3 separate regions of the Mus musculus genome follow, and all the other regions are linked to region 2. The links are chromatin contacts, called in public ChIA-PET maps. All regions are on one chromosome and are shown on one strand. Each heading gives the region's core, a stretch centred on a gene start, on an enhancer-like site or on the middle of the called end of the contact. The rest is flanking DNA. Distances are from core to core; before and after follow the strand shown. Region 1 holds the start of Ssbp4 (single stranded DNA binding protein 4). Region 2 holds the start of Borcs8 (BLOC-1 related complex subunit 8). Region 3 holds the start of Crtc1 (CREB regulated transcription coactivator 1).

Region 1 (3,803 bases), core at 445-2,944, 470 kb before region 2:
CAGGGCCCGGTAGACAGCAGGCGCTCAATAAATAGTTCCGGGGGTTGGGGTGGGTGAAGACACTGAATCAAAAATTTGTGGCTGAGAGAGGGGAAACCTTGCGTCCTGGGCATCTCCAGACCTTGGGGACACAATTGAGGGTGGAAGGAAACTCGGAGCTGCGTGCTGTGCCTCCCGGCTGCACTCGCAACCTCTCTGTGTCTCGCTGAGAACAGGGCCTGCAAAGAGCTGTAGTGCGCGGTGGCCCAGGCGCACCGACGGCCTTCCTGGCACCCAGCAGTCGCCAGCCCCGCGGCGGGGAGAGGAAGCTGGGGGAGGGGGTGGCGGGCCAAGCAGGAAATGGGAAAGGCCGGCGTCGGCCCAGCTGAGCCCTGGGGGAGGAGGCGGGGCGCGCCCCGGCAGCCTTTCCTGAGCGCCTGGAACCACGGCGGCTCGGCTTCCCGCCCGCCCACTAGGGTGGGGGCGGGGAGGCCCGGGCTAGGGGATCTGCCTGCACCAGGGACACCACGCGAGACTTAGCGCCGTGGTGACCTGCATGCTGTCACACTCACACAGGAAACCTGAGCTCATGACTGCGCCACCGGGTGCTGACGACCCACCTGTGCGCAATCTCCAGCAAGTCCCCACTAAACCCGTCGTGTCCAACCGGGGACACTTGCAGCGATAGCAAGCCTTAGCCTGGATGCTTCCCGACGCCCATGCGCCACGACCCCTCGTGCTCTCACGGGGCCGCGTGTTATACACGTGCGTCTGCGCTGGAGTGGGGGAAAGAAGCATGCTCTCATTCCCAGCGTGCACCCAGAGGTGGAGGCAGGAGGACCACCTGTTCAAGGAGCCTTAGTGAAGTAGAGAGCTGGAGGTCAGCCTGGGCTACAGGAGACACCGTTTTTACTCCGACTTTGAGACAGGGTCTCACTATGTATTGGCTGCTGTCCTGGAACTCGCCATATAGACCAGGCTGGCCTCGAATTCACAGAGATCCTCCTGCCTCTGTCTACCGCGTTAAGAAACACTTTCAGAAAAACAAACAAAACGTGCTTGGTCTGGGGTTCAGTCCTTACAACGCTGGCATGCATAAAAAAAAAAACAAAAAAAAAAAAACCGGGCTCTGTGCACAGCACACAGACCAGGCTAAGTGGCACACGCCTGTCGTGCAAACGCTAGGGAGGCTGAGGCAGGAGGATTAGAATTTCAGGGTTATCTGTTTTATGTGTTTGAGACAAGCCTGGCCTATATGAAACTCTCTCAAAAGGGCCCCTCACAGCCCGCAGCGCTGTATTGGCTCGCAGAGAGTGTCCTGGGAGTAGAATGTCATGGGCGCATATCCTGTGAGCCCAAGAGCCTAGTGCAGTTCCTGAGTCGAAACGGAGATATCCACAGCACCCCACCCCCACCCCCAGATCTGTACAACTGGGAGTCTTGCTCCGCAGCCGAGGTATGCTTGGAGCTCGCGGCCATCCCCCTGCCTCAGCTTCCCAATTGCACAAATAGCAACTGCTGGAGCGCGTCCCGGGCTTGAATATCTTTGGGGGGAGGTATTGAAGTCTGTACTTATTGGTGCGCAGCCTATTGGTGGGCAGTGCCGCCCCCGCGGGCTCTGCGCGTGCGCGCTCCCAGCGCGCGCGCGGGGGGGGGGCCCACCCGCGCTCCCGCCGTTGCCACTTTAAGAGCGGCGGGAGCGCGCGGTGGCGGTGGCGCGCTTCCCGGAACAGCCCGGGGAGGGCAGCGCGGCGAGAACCCACCCGCGGCCGGAGCTCCCGCGCGGACATGGCCGCGGGGATCGGGGCGCGGGCAGCGATGGCCACGCGCGCCTGACAGGTGCGGAGCATGTACGGCAAGGCGAGCAAGGGCTGCGCGCCCTCGGACGGGCAGGCGCGCGAGAAGTGAGTGCGCGGTGCGGGGCCACGCGGGACCGGGGACCATGGGGTCACGCGAGACCAGAATGGTGCGGGATTTCAGGGGGGACACAGGAGATCCCGAGGAGATCGGGGAGTGACTGGAGATCAAAATGGTGCGGGATTTCAGGGGTACACACGAGATCAAGGGGCTCATGGGGTCACGCGAGACCAGAAGGGTGTGTGATTGTGGGTGTGCGAGACCTGAGGGTCCTTTGGGGTCACAGAATACACAAAGGACAGAATATATTGAGGTACTCGAGTTCCAGGGTCTTGGTGGGGGGGTCACATGAGATAGAGGGCATGGGCATGAGCTTGAGAGCTCCAAGGGGGCTTGGGGTCTCAGAATACCTGAGGGGACAGGAAATCAATGGGTCAAACAAGAGCCAAGGGGTTGCTGGGGTCACGTGGCGGTTCATCGGGTGCAGGATCAGGGGCTCACTAGGGAGTCGGTGGTGTATGGGAGATCAGGAGTTAGGACTTGAGCGGTCACAGGATGCCCAGGGCAGGCACAGCATCTGAGGGTTGTAAGGCCTCGGGAGTTCTGGGGTCACACAAACCTGACAGGTGTGAGCTTTCGGGGTTGGCTGTGAGACCATGGCACTGGAGGACAGCTTCAGGTCTTAGGGCCGCAGAGTCCCAAGTATCCAAGCTGGAGATTTGAAACAGGACACGTGGGTTCATTGTGGCTGCAAATTTGAAGAGGTTGGGTCGGACCCTAATGCCCTGCGGGGTGTTGGGGTTTTGGAGGTTTGCGTGGAAGTTGGACTCCACTGTCGCTTGTAGGCAAAGGTGCGGATTCAAAGCCTAGAGAGGTGCAGAGCCTGACCATGGCGGTCCCGGGACACCTCCCGGAGTCCCAGGTGAGCCAGAATGGGTCTGGCTCTAGACGCCCCACATTGAAGATACAGGGTGCGCTGCCCAGGTGGACAGGCTGTGCTCTAGCTTCCAGTGAGGACACGCCTGGGCTGGCCTTCCTTTCCGAGGTGCCTGTGTGGAGAAGTAGGTGAAGCGGGAACGTTTGAAGTGTGCTGGGAGCCCAGCACTCACCTTTGAGGTGTGAGTGTGGAGGCCTGGATTGTAGCAGGGCCTGAGGGGGCAGCTTGCCTAGAGGCTGAGTTGCCCAGTGCAGCCCTGGGTAGGGGACAGATCACCTGGCACAGAGAAGTCTGGGTCACTGGGCTGCCATGCAAGGCTGGCTCCCTGAGAGCCTGCAGTTAGGACTCATTTATGGTCAGTAAACTCAGTGACCCTTCCTGGCATGGGGCTGCTGGCCATGTGGGAAGCAGGGACTGACTGATTCCCTGATACCTGGCAAGTCCCCATTCTAGGGAATGGTTCACAGACCTGTGCTAAGTTTGGGGGTGAGGGTGGGGGTGGGTGTTGATGATTGTGTGAGAGGAAGCTCACATCCAGGAAGTGGGGATCTAGTCATTCCACACAGCACGCAGGAACCTCAAGGTAGGCTGTTAGGGAAAAGTGAAGTGGGGGTGGGGTGGGCCATAGGCTCCGTATGTGCAAAGGCCCTGTGGTAGGAGCAGGCAGGGCCACCGATTGGCAGAAGTCCTGAGGCTGAGTGTGGGCTGCAAGGAGGCTTATGTTTTTGGAAGGGCATACATGAGGCTTAGCCCAGCTCCTTGTCTGAGGAACAGTGTACCTGGGTGGCACAACAGAACTGGAAGGAGGCTAATCACCTGGAACAGCTGAGGCCAAAGTCAGGGACCTGGGACGGACTGGAGGCCTGAGTGTGCACTACGAGGCCCTTCCTGGTACATTGCTGGAATGGGGTTGTCCCATCTTTCCCACGGTGTCATCCTCACAGAGAGGGTGTGGTAGGCTTACCTGTCTGGGGTCAGGGCTTCCAGCTCCAGTGTCTCAGTTACTGGCTGGCCTAATCTTGATTTTTAT
Region 2 (3,878 bases), core at 891-3,390:
CAATTCTCTAACATTTAAAAAAAAAAAAATTGGATCTCCAGCCCAGGCTAGACTTTAGTTTTCTTTTTCTTTTTCTTTTTTTTTTTTTTTTTAAAGATTTATTTATTATATGTAAGTACACTGTAGCTGTCTTCAGACACTCCAGAAGAGGGAGTCAGATCTCATTACAGATGGTTGTGAGCCACCATGTGGTTGCTGGGATTTGAACTCCGGACCTTCGGAAGAGCAGTCGGGTGCTCTTACCCACTGAGCCATCTCACCAGCCCCCTAGACTTTAGTTTTCTGTAAGCAAGAATGACTTTGAACTCCTAATCTTCCTGCCTCCATCTCCTGAGTGCTGGGACTGCAGATGTGTGACACCATACCTAGTTTATTCAGTGCTGGACATATAACCCAGGGTTTCATGCATGCCAGGCAACACTCTGCCAGCTAAGGCCCACCCACATTACACTCCTGATTGTTCAATCTCTGAGCCCAACAGGAGTTAGAGAGGAGCCGCCAGGGTGCACCACTTTAACTGTCATCTGCAGGTCCAGGGATGGTCTCTAGACAGCAAGGCCTAACTCAAGGGGGCATCAGCAAACACATGAACTCACAATCTTCTCTCCCCAGACCCACTTTCAGAGGACATTGGTGGATGGTACTAAAGCCACTGACAGCTTCCCTCCCCCTTTATAACTGGAGCATACTGGAGAGCAGTATGGAACATCATACTAGAATCTAGTAGCTCTGGATTCCCTGTAACTCACTGTGTTGACTAAGCTGTCCTTAACTCACAGCAATTCCTCTGCCTGCCTTTGCCTCCCAAGTGCTCCCAAGGGAAGAGAAGCATGTACCACCATATCCAGCTGCCCAGAGGATGAACACAGAACTCAAAGGTGCCTAAAGTCCACAATCTCGTGAGGCCTCTACTCTGTGGCAGGAATGATGTGGAAGGCCACGTCCCTTGCTGTGTGGGAACAGCTCTGAGGTATATCACAGGCCCTGTTCCAGAAACATGCCTGCTAAGGCTGCCCTCTGCAGAATCCATTCAAGTTCCTGTTAAGCCTGTTTCCTTTACTCCAGAACTCATGTTCCTACCACAAGTCAACTGCACCAAAACCATCATCCCAGGGTAGACTTTGACCAACAGCTTTCCCAGTCAGGAAATCTCTATTCTTCCTGCTCCATCCATCAAGGATCCTGTTGCTTCCAACTTCAGTCCCCTTCATCCCCCACTCCTTCCTGTATCAGACAAGCTCTGACCAGGCTAATGGTGGCAGATGACACCAACTCCTCTTACCACGCAGGGCTCCCATCAGCTAAAGAAAATAATCTACTTATCTGGTCCTTAATATATTTTGCAGTGTCGGGGATCAAACCCAGAGCTTTGAATGCGCTGGTCAAAGTGTTTACGACTGAGCTAAAGCCCCAGCTCTTCTCTCGAGATTTGAGTTTCAATGTGCAGACCAAACTGGCCTTCAATTTCTTGTCTCTTGAGAAGAGAGGATTAGAGTATTGCGCCACCAAGCCCACATACTCCTTTACGTATTCACAGGCTAAAAACCACATTACACTGAGCAGGGACCTGGATGGATTCTGCTTTTAATTCCAACTCTCAGAAGGCAGAGAGGTTTGAGACCATCCCGGTCTACACAGCGAGTTCCAATATAGCCAGGGTTACATCCCGGGACCTTATCTCAGAAGTAGAAAAGAGCCTTTTCCTGCCCGGGATCATTATACATCACAACACCTCCCGGCGGGAGACACCGGCCTCCCTTTTCCATCGAACCCCGCAGGCCGGGAGGTCTACGGCGGCTCTTTGTCATGTACCTTCCCGCGTTGCCCTCTCTAGGCCCCTCCAACCCCTCTAGGGTCCCGCAACACCTTTCTTTCCCTTCAGCTGCATCTCAGGTTCTTCCATAGTGAAGGCAGCCAGCAGAGCCCAGAAACCGGAAGCGGAAGTCGGGAGGTTGAGACGTTTAAACGTTCAGGTATGGGTTCTGGCGTCCTGTGCGCTGGCTCCTCTTACGAGGTAACTTCTATTCAGACACGAGATAGACGGAAGGAGGCAGTCCTATGCGAGCGTGTCGGGAGGATAGAGATTTCTTGATGTTATAGTATGCCTCGTCAAGGACTCCCTGCTACACGTACAGATAATTCTCAGGGACCAGGGCAGGGAAATTGTTATGGACAAAGTAACAATAATATTCGGTCTCTTTAAATTTGACAAGTCCCGCCCATGTGTCTCCGCCCCGTGGGGCAAATGCTCCGCCCTCCCACCGTCTGTGGATCCGATTGGGGCAGACAGGAGGGGGCGGTGCATGGGGCGGGGAAGCGCACGCGCAATAAAATCTTCAGCGAGTCTAAGGCTCCTTCAGCCCTTTAGGAAGGATAGCGTGCGCATGCGCCACTGTACCCATTGGCCTCAGCGGAAGCCACGCTCCTCCCTCCAGTCTTAAAGCGCTAGAAGCAGCTTCGGGTTTTTATTTTTTATTTTTTGGTACTTTTGCAGGGCAAGGGTGCGCAGGCGCAGTGGAGGAGTTTTCCAGTAGGAGTAGTCGTCGCGTATTAAGTTGCTGCTCTATGTCCCAGGAGAGGAAGCTAGAGAACTGAGCGTCTGGTCACCAACTTGCTCTTTACGAGATCTACTGAACCAGAAAAGTTTGTGAACAGAGCTTCCTGAGTTTTGGAAGACCAAGGCTGGCAGCGTAGGGACACAGAGGAGGCTGGAGGGAGGTGAGTGGATCTTACACGTCGCATCTTTTGTTGAGTCCTAAGTCATTTTGGGGGATTCCGGCCCAAATAACCACAGTGGGACATTGATAAGTTTGACATTAGTATCTCTCTATGATGTTTTCTGATATGACCTCTCTGAGGCCTTACATCTTCACCTTATTAACGAGGGAATGAGGCTCAGCTTAGTCATAGACTAGGTTTTTATAGCTTGTAAGTGATTGGAACCCAGACTGCTGCCAGAACCCTCATTTTATTGCCTTGGCTTCTGGTGTTAATTTATTAACAATGATATTTATCTAAAGCCACAGTTTTCCCGGCGTCATAAAGCAAGGCTCAATATGCAGACCATGGCTGTCCTGGAATTCACTATTTAGACTAGGCTAGTCTTGAACTCAAAGGGATCTACCTGCCTCTGCCTCCCAAGTACTAGGACTAAAGGTGTGCACTATCATGCCCCACCTAACCAAGCTCCAGCCCCAGATAAGAACTCATTTATTCATTTATTTTGTGGGCAGGCTGTGCTGTGGGTTTGGTGTGGAGGTCAGAGGACAATTTACCAGGGTCAGTTTTTTCCCTCCACCCTGTGGGTTCCTGGAATCAAAATTGGGTCATCTGACTTGGTGACAAGCGCCTTTACCAACTGAGCCATCTTGGGGACCACGAGATTTGGCTAATTACTGTCATCTCTTCACTCCAGCTTCCTCCATGGAGCCCACTCAGGTTGCAGAGAACCTTGTCCCAAACCAGCAACCTCCTGTTCCTGACCTAGAGGATCCTGAGGACACCAGAGATGAGTCCCCAGAGAACTCAGACACTGTCGTCCTCAGCCTGTTCCCCTGCACCCCAGACGCTGTGAATCCTGAAGCAGATGCCAGTGCATCCTCACTGCAGGGTGAGAACCACTCTGGGCTCTGGTGAGGGAGACTGTCAAGTTCCAGACCACATCTCTGCTTTCATCACTCTTCCCCTCCACCCTCCTAGGTTATTTTTATTGTCGTGTATGTGTGTGTGTGTGTGTGTGTGTAATATGGTACATGTATGTAGAAGTATATATAAAATATATATTCCTGCTGGGCGTGGTGGCGCACGCCTTTAATTCCAGCACTTGGGAAGCAGAGGCAGGTGGATCTCTGAGTTTGAGGCCAGCCTGGTCTACAGAG
Region 3 (4,020 bases), core at 649-3,148, 300 kb before region 2:
GACAGCCAGGATCACAGTCAGAGCCCAATTATAGCCAGGGGTCCCCCTTCCAGGCAGCTGTAGGCTTTGTCTGTGCCTTTGACCTCTCAGGACAATAGTGAGAACTAGCTGGTAGACAGAAGTGTGTCCCATCTCCCCTCTTCCTGGCAGAGATGGTGGTCTCAGGCATTGCCAGGTAGGAAAGATGGACCTAAGTAAATTTGGAAGGACACAATGGCCCCAGTAGCGGAAAGGCCTGTGTCTCCAGCTTCACACAGTTCAAAGTCTTACCACCTTGAGGCTCTGTTTTCCTCTGTGTGGTCTGGGTTTCATACAGTCTCCTTCAGCACAGCATGTGTGTGTGTGTGCATGTGTGCCACAGACATGTGTGCCTTTTTCTGATCCCTTCTACTTCTTCATGTGAAGCAGAGCATCCCACTGAATGGAACGTGAGGCTCCCCTTTCAGTAGAGTGATTGGCCAGTCCCCTATCTGCAGCACTCAATGGCCACGCCAAACTTTAATGTGTGTGCCTGTACAGCAAATGCTAGCATAACGGAGCCTTCTCTCTAGCTCTATTTGTTTTTATTTATTTATTGCTTGCTTTTCTTTTCTTTTTTTTTTTTCTGAGGCAGGGTTTCTCTGTGTAGCCCTGACTGGGTAATCGCTTTGTAGACCAGGCTGGCCTTGAACTCAAAGAGAACTGCCTGCCTCTGCTGGGATTAAAGGCACGTGCCACTATGCCTGACCTTAGCTCTCTAATTTTTCTTTCTTTCTTTTTTTTCAAGACAGGGTTTCTCTGTAGTCCTGGCTGTCCTGGAACTCACTCTGTAGACTAGGCTGGCCTGGAACTCAGAAGTCTGCCTGCCTCTGCCTCCTGAATACTGGGATTAAAGGTGTGTGCCACCACTGCCTGGCAATATTTTTAAATTTAAAACATTTATCTATGTATCTCTGTGTGTGTGTGTGTGTGTGTGTGTGTGTGTGTGTGCACATGCTATGTGTATATTTAACTTCTTGCCAAGGCCAGAAGAGGGCGTTGGATTTCTAGAACCTTAGTTGCAAGGGCATATGAGCTATTCCATGGGATCACAAAGTCAGGTCTTTCTCGAGGACAGCAGGTGCCCTTAGTCTCTGAGCAATCTTTCCATCTTTCCAGAGAGCCCCCCCCCATTTGTCTTTTTTTCTCCGTGTCCTGTGTCACAGGCTGGTTTGAACTCACTCTACAGGTAAGGGTGGCTTGAATTCCCCATCCCCTTGGCTCCAGCTGGTCGTACCATCATGGCCAGTACTGTCTTTTTTCTTAGAAGGCGCAGCACATTTCTCCCATTTGAAACTTTATTATAAGTGTGGTGTGTGTGTGTGTGTGTGTGTGTGTGTGTGTGTGTGTGTGTGTGTGTATTGCTGGGGACCGAACCCCGGCTTCTGTGTGCCAAGTCAGGCTCTGCCCAGGAACTGTACTTTGGGACCCCTGCTCAATTCCTGGTAGGAAGTCTGCTCCCTTCCCCGGCTGTGTAGCCCAGGGCCCACTCTGTTCATGCCTGTGCCCTGGAATACAGCAGGCGCGCCAACAAGTCCTCAGCGAATGCTGGAGTCCAGTGAATGCAGGCATCAGTTCTGCCGTGTCCTCTGCCACTCAAGTCCCTCGCTGATGGGACAGGACCCGGACCGCTGTCCAGCGAACCACGCGCACTGCAGTGCGCCTGCGTAGGCACGCCCCTCCCAGGCTCCCGACGCGTTGCCCAGGCACGCGCAGGCGTGTTCACCCCAACGCCACACGCCTCTCCCGCGCGCCGGCGCCACGCTCTGGGCCGTGCTTGCGCCTGCGCGTTCTCTCCGGCCGTGGGCCCGGCCGGCGCCTGCGCGGTGGCTCCCGAGAGTGGGGGGGGCCAGGAGGTGGAGGAGGAGTAGGAGTAGGAGGAGGCGGCGAGAAGATGGCGACTTCGAACAATCCGCGGAAATTTAGCGAGAAGATCGCACTGCACAACCAGAAGCAGGCGGAGGAGACGGCGGCCTTCGAGGAGGTCATGAAGGACCTGAGCCTGACGCGGGCCGCGCGGGTGAGAGCGCGGGGGAGGGGAGGGGAGGAGGGAGGGGAGGAGGAAGAGACGCGGGGGCGGGGCTGCGGCCGCCGCAGGTGTCCCCACGCCGCCACAGCGCTGAGCGGCTGCTCGCGAGATTGCTCTTTGGACTTGACAGGTGGTCCCATCGCAGCTACCTGAGTGGACTGGTGTCATCTATTATTGTTGTCTGAGGGGACATGTGCCATCATCATAGCTATCAGAATGGACACGTGTCACCCCCCTGATTGCTACCTGATGGTACAGGGACTGCATCATTGCTACCTCGTAGGACCTACGACTCCATCATTGCTACCTGAGGGGGCAGGTGTCACCCTTCATTGCTACCTGGTGGGGCAGGTGTCACCCTTCATTGCTACCTGGTGGGATAGGTGCCACCATCTTTGCTACCTTCAGGGAGAGTTGTTCCCTTAGTGTTATCTGTGTGGATAAGTGGCCCCATTGTTGCTACCTTGAGGGGATAGTTGTCACCCTTTATGCTACTTGAGTGGACAGGTCTCCATTAATGCTACCTGAGTGGACGGTTGTCACCCTTCATTGTTACCTAAAGGAAAGGGGTCCTTTCATCGTTATTTGAGGGCACAGTTGTCACTCCATTGGCACCTGAGGAGGAGGTGATACTGTATCATTGTCACCTGTGCCTTCCTTGGTACTCCTACTTCTGCCGTGAAGGAGATGTTATCCCTCCTGGATAGCTGAGGATATCCCTCCTCCATGTTTGGAGTCAGCATAGAGGTGGCTGCTTGGTTCCCATGCATGACAGGGAACAGCTGCCAACAGACTGGGTGGCTGGGCCATTTGACAGGCATAGCTGGCCTTGCTAGGTTCTTGGCCAAGTGGAGTGGATGCGGAGCCTTATCCTTCCATGTCAAGTGTGTGTCATCAGACTTTCCTCAAGGGTGAAGGAGGTGATGCTGGTGTGTGGCATGTTCTGCACACCCTCAGACCTGGGTTCTGAGTCCCATGTGACCTGCCAGGGGTACTTACATGAGGCTTGGATTCATCAGTGGGCACCTTTGGGTCAGGTAATCTTATAGTCAGTTGCTTGTTTCTCCAAGATTGTGGCATCGTAGGCGAAAGTGAGTGATTGAATGTGGTGGTTTTCTCACTTTCAATCAGACTCTGTCCCCAAAGCCCTCGGGGCGGGGGAGGGGGGTGAAGGGGGGCATGTTCTCCCTCAGTGTATTGAGAAAGGCATTGAGAAAGGGCAATGAATGAACAAATAAACAGTGTATCATCTGCCGGGTGGAGATGGTGGTGCACAACTAATCCCAGCACTCGGGAGGCAGAGGCAGGATGATCTCTGAGTCCAAGGCCAGCCTGGTCTACAGAGTGAGTTCCAGGGCAGCAGGAGCTACACAGAGAAATCCTGTCTCCAAAAGCCAAACCAAAACAAACAAAAAGTGTTACCATCCCTGTGTTACTTACAGGGCAGTTGAGTTTGCTTCTTGTTTCTAGCACATAGTAGGTGTCTGCATACAGTTGGTGTCAAATGTTTGCAGTGTAACCAGAACAAAGAGTTTCATAGTTGACGTTTTGATGGACATCTGGTTTCTTCCTGGGATTGAGAGTGAATGATGTGGAGGAGGTGACTGAGGCAAGGCCTCGTGTAGCACAGATGAGCCTTGATCTCACTGAGGAGCTGAGGATGCCTTTGGATGCTCCTGCCTGCACTTCCTGAGCCCTTAGAGGTTCTGCAAGGATGGAACAGCCTGATTGGAATGTAGTTGAGAAGGAAGGTCTGTGTGTGTGACCAGTGGCGCTCACCAGCTTCTTTGAATCATATAACCTATACCACCCTCTTCCAGAACTGTTTCATTGCCCTAGAGGAGATTGGCCCCTCAGGCAGCCTAGCCACATCCCCTCCCTATGCTTACGGCTGTTCTGGGATCACAGCCCTCTCTGTCTTAGTGGAGTTGGTCTCCATGCTCAAACCATCCATGTAGCATTTGCCCATGCCC

Evidence for each region. ChIA-PET counts read pairs in DNA pulled down with a chosen protein or histone mark.
Region 1: a contact with region 2 is called in an RNA polymerase II ChIA-PET map of memory CD8 T cells, with 32 read pairs. The contact joins the promoter of Ssbp4 here to the promoter of Borcs8 in region 2. A contact is called at or near these places in 1 of 39 promoter capture datasets (liver), 2 of 484 Hi-C or Micro-C datasets (B cells and embryonic stem cells) and 3 of 115 datasets of contacts at active chromatin or transcription factors (embryonic stem cells and memory CD8 T cells).
Region 3: a contact with region 2 is called in an RNA polymerase II ChIA-PET map of memory CD8 T cells, with 6 read pairs. The contact joins the promoter of Crtc1 here to the promoter of Borcs8 in region 2. A contact is called at or near these places in 2 of 115 datasets of contacts at active chromatin or transcription factors (Th17 cells and memory CD8 T cells) and 1 of 9 other capture datasets (liver).

Annotation. Positions count from the first base shown.
Region 1 is chr8:70,606,205-70,610,007 of GRCm38.p6, reverse strand. Ssbp4 (single stranded DNA binding protein 4) reads left to right here and starts at 1,694. Exons shown (of 18, transcript NM_001372473.1): 1 at 1,694-1,883. The coding sequence starts at 1,828.
Region 2 is chr8:70,137,761-70,141,638 of GRCm38.p6, reverse strand. It overlaps Borcs8 (BLOC-1 related complex subunit 8), which reads right to left and starts at 2,140. Exons shown (of 6, transcript NM_001145552.2): 1 at 1,867-2,140. The coding sequence starts at 1,903. Rfxank (regulatory factor X-associated ankyrin-containing protein) reads left to right here and starts at 2,442. Exons shown (of 9, transcript NM_011266.2): 1 at 2,442-2,718; 2 at 3,416-3,610. The coding sequence starts at 3,424. Gm45929 (predicted gene, 45929) reads right to left here and starts at 2,140. Exons shown (of 9, transcript NM_001310055.1): 1 at 1,867-2,140.
Region 3 is chr8:70,437,451-70,441,470 of GRCm38.p6, reverse strand. Crtc1 (CREB regulated transcription coactivator 1) reads left to right here and starts at 1,898. Exons shown (of 14, transcript NM_001004062.2): 1 at 1,898-2,038. The coding sequence starts at 1,913.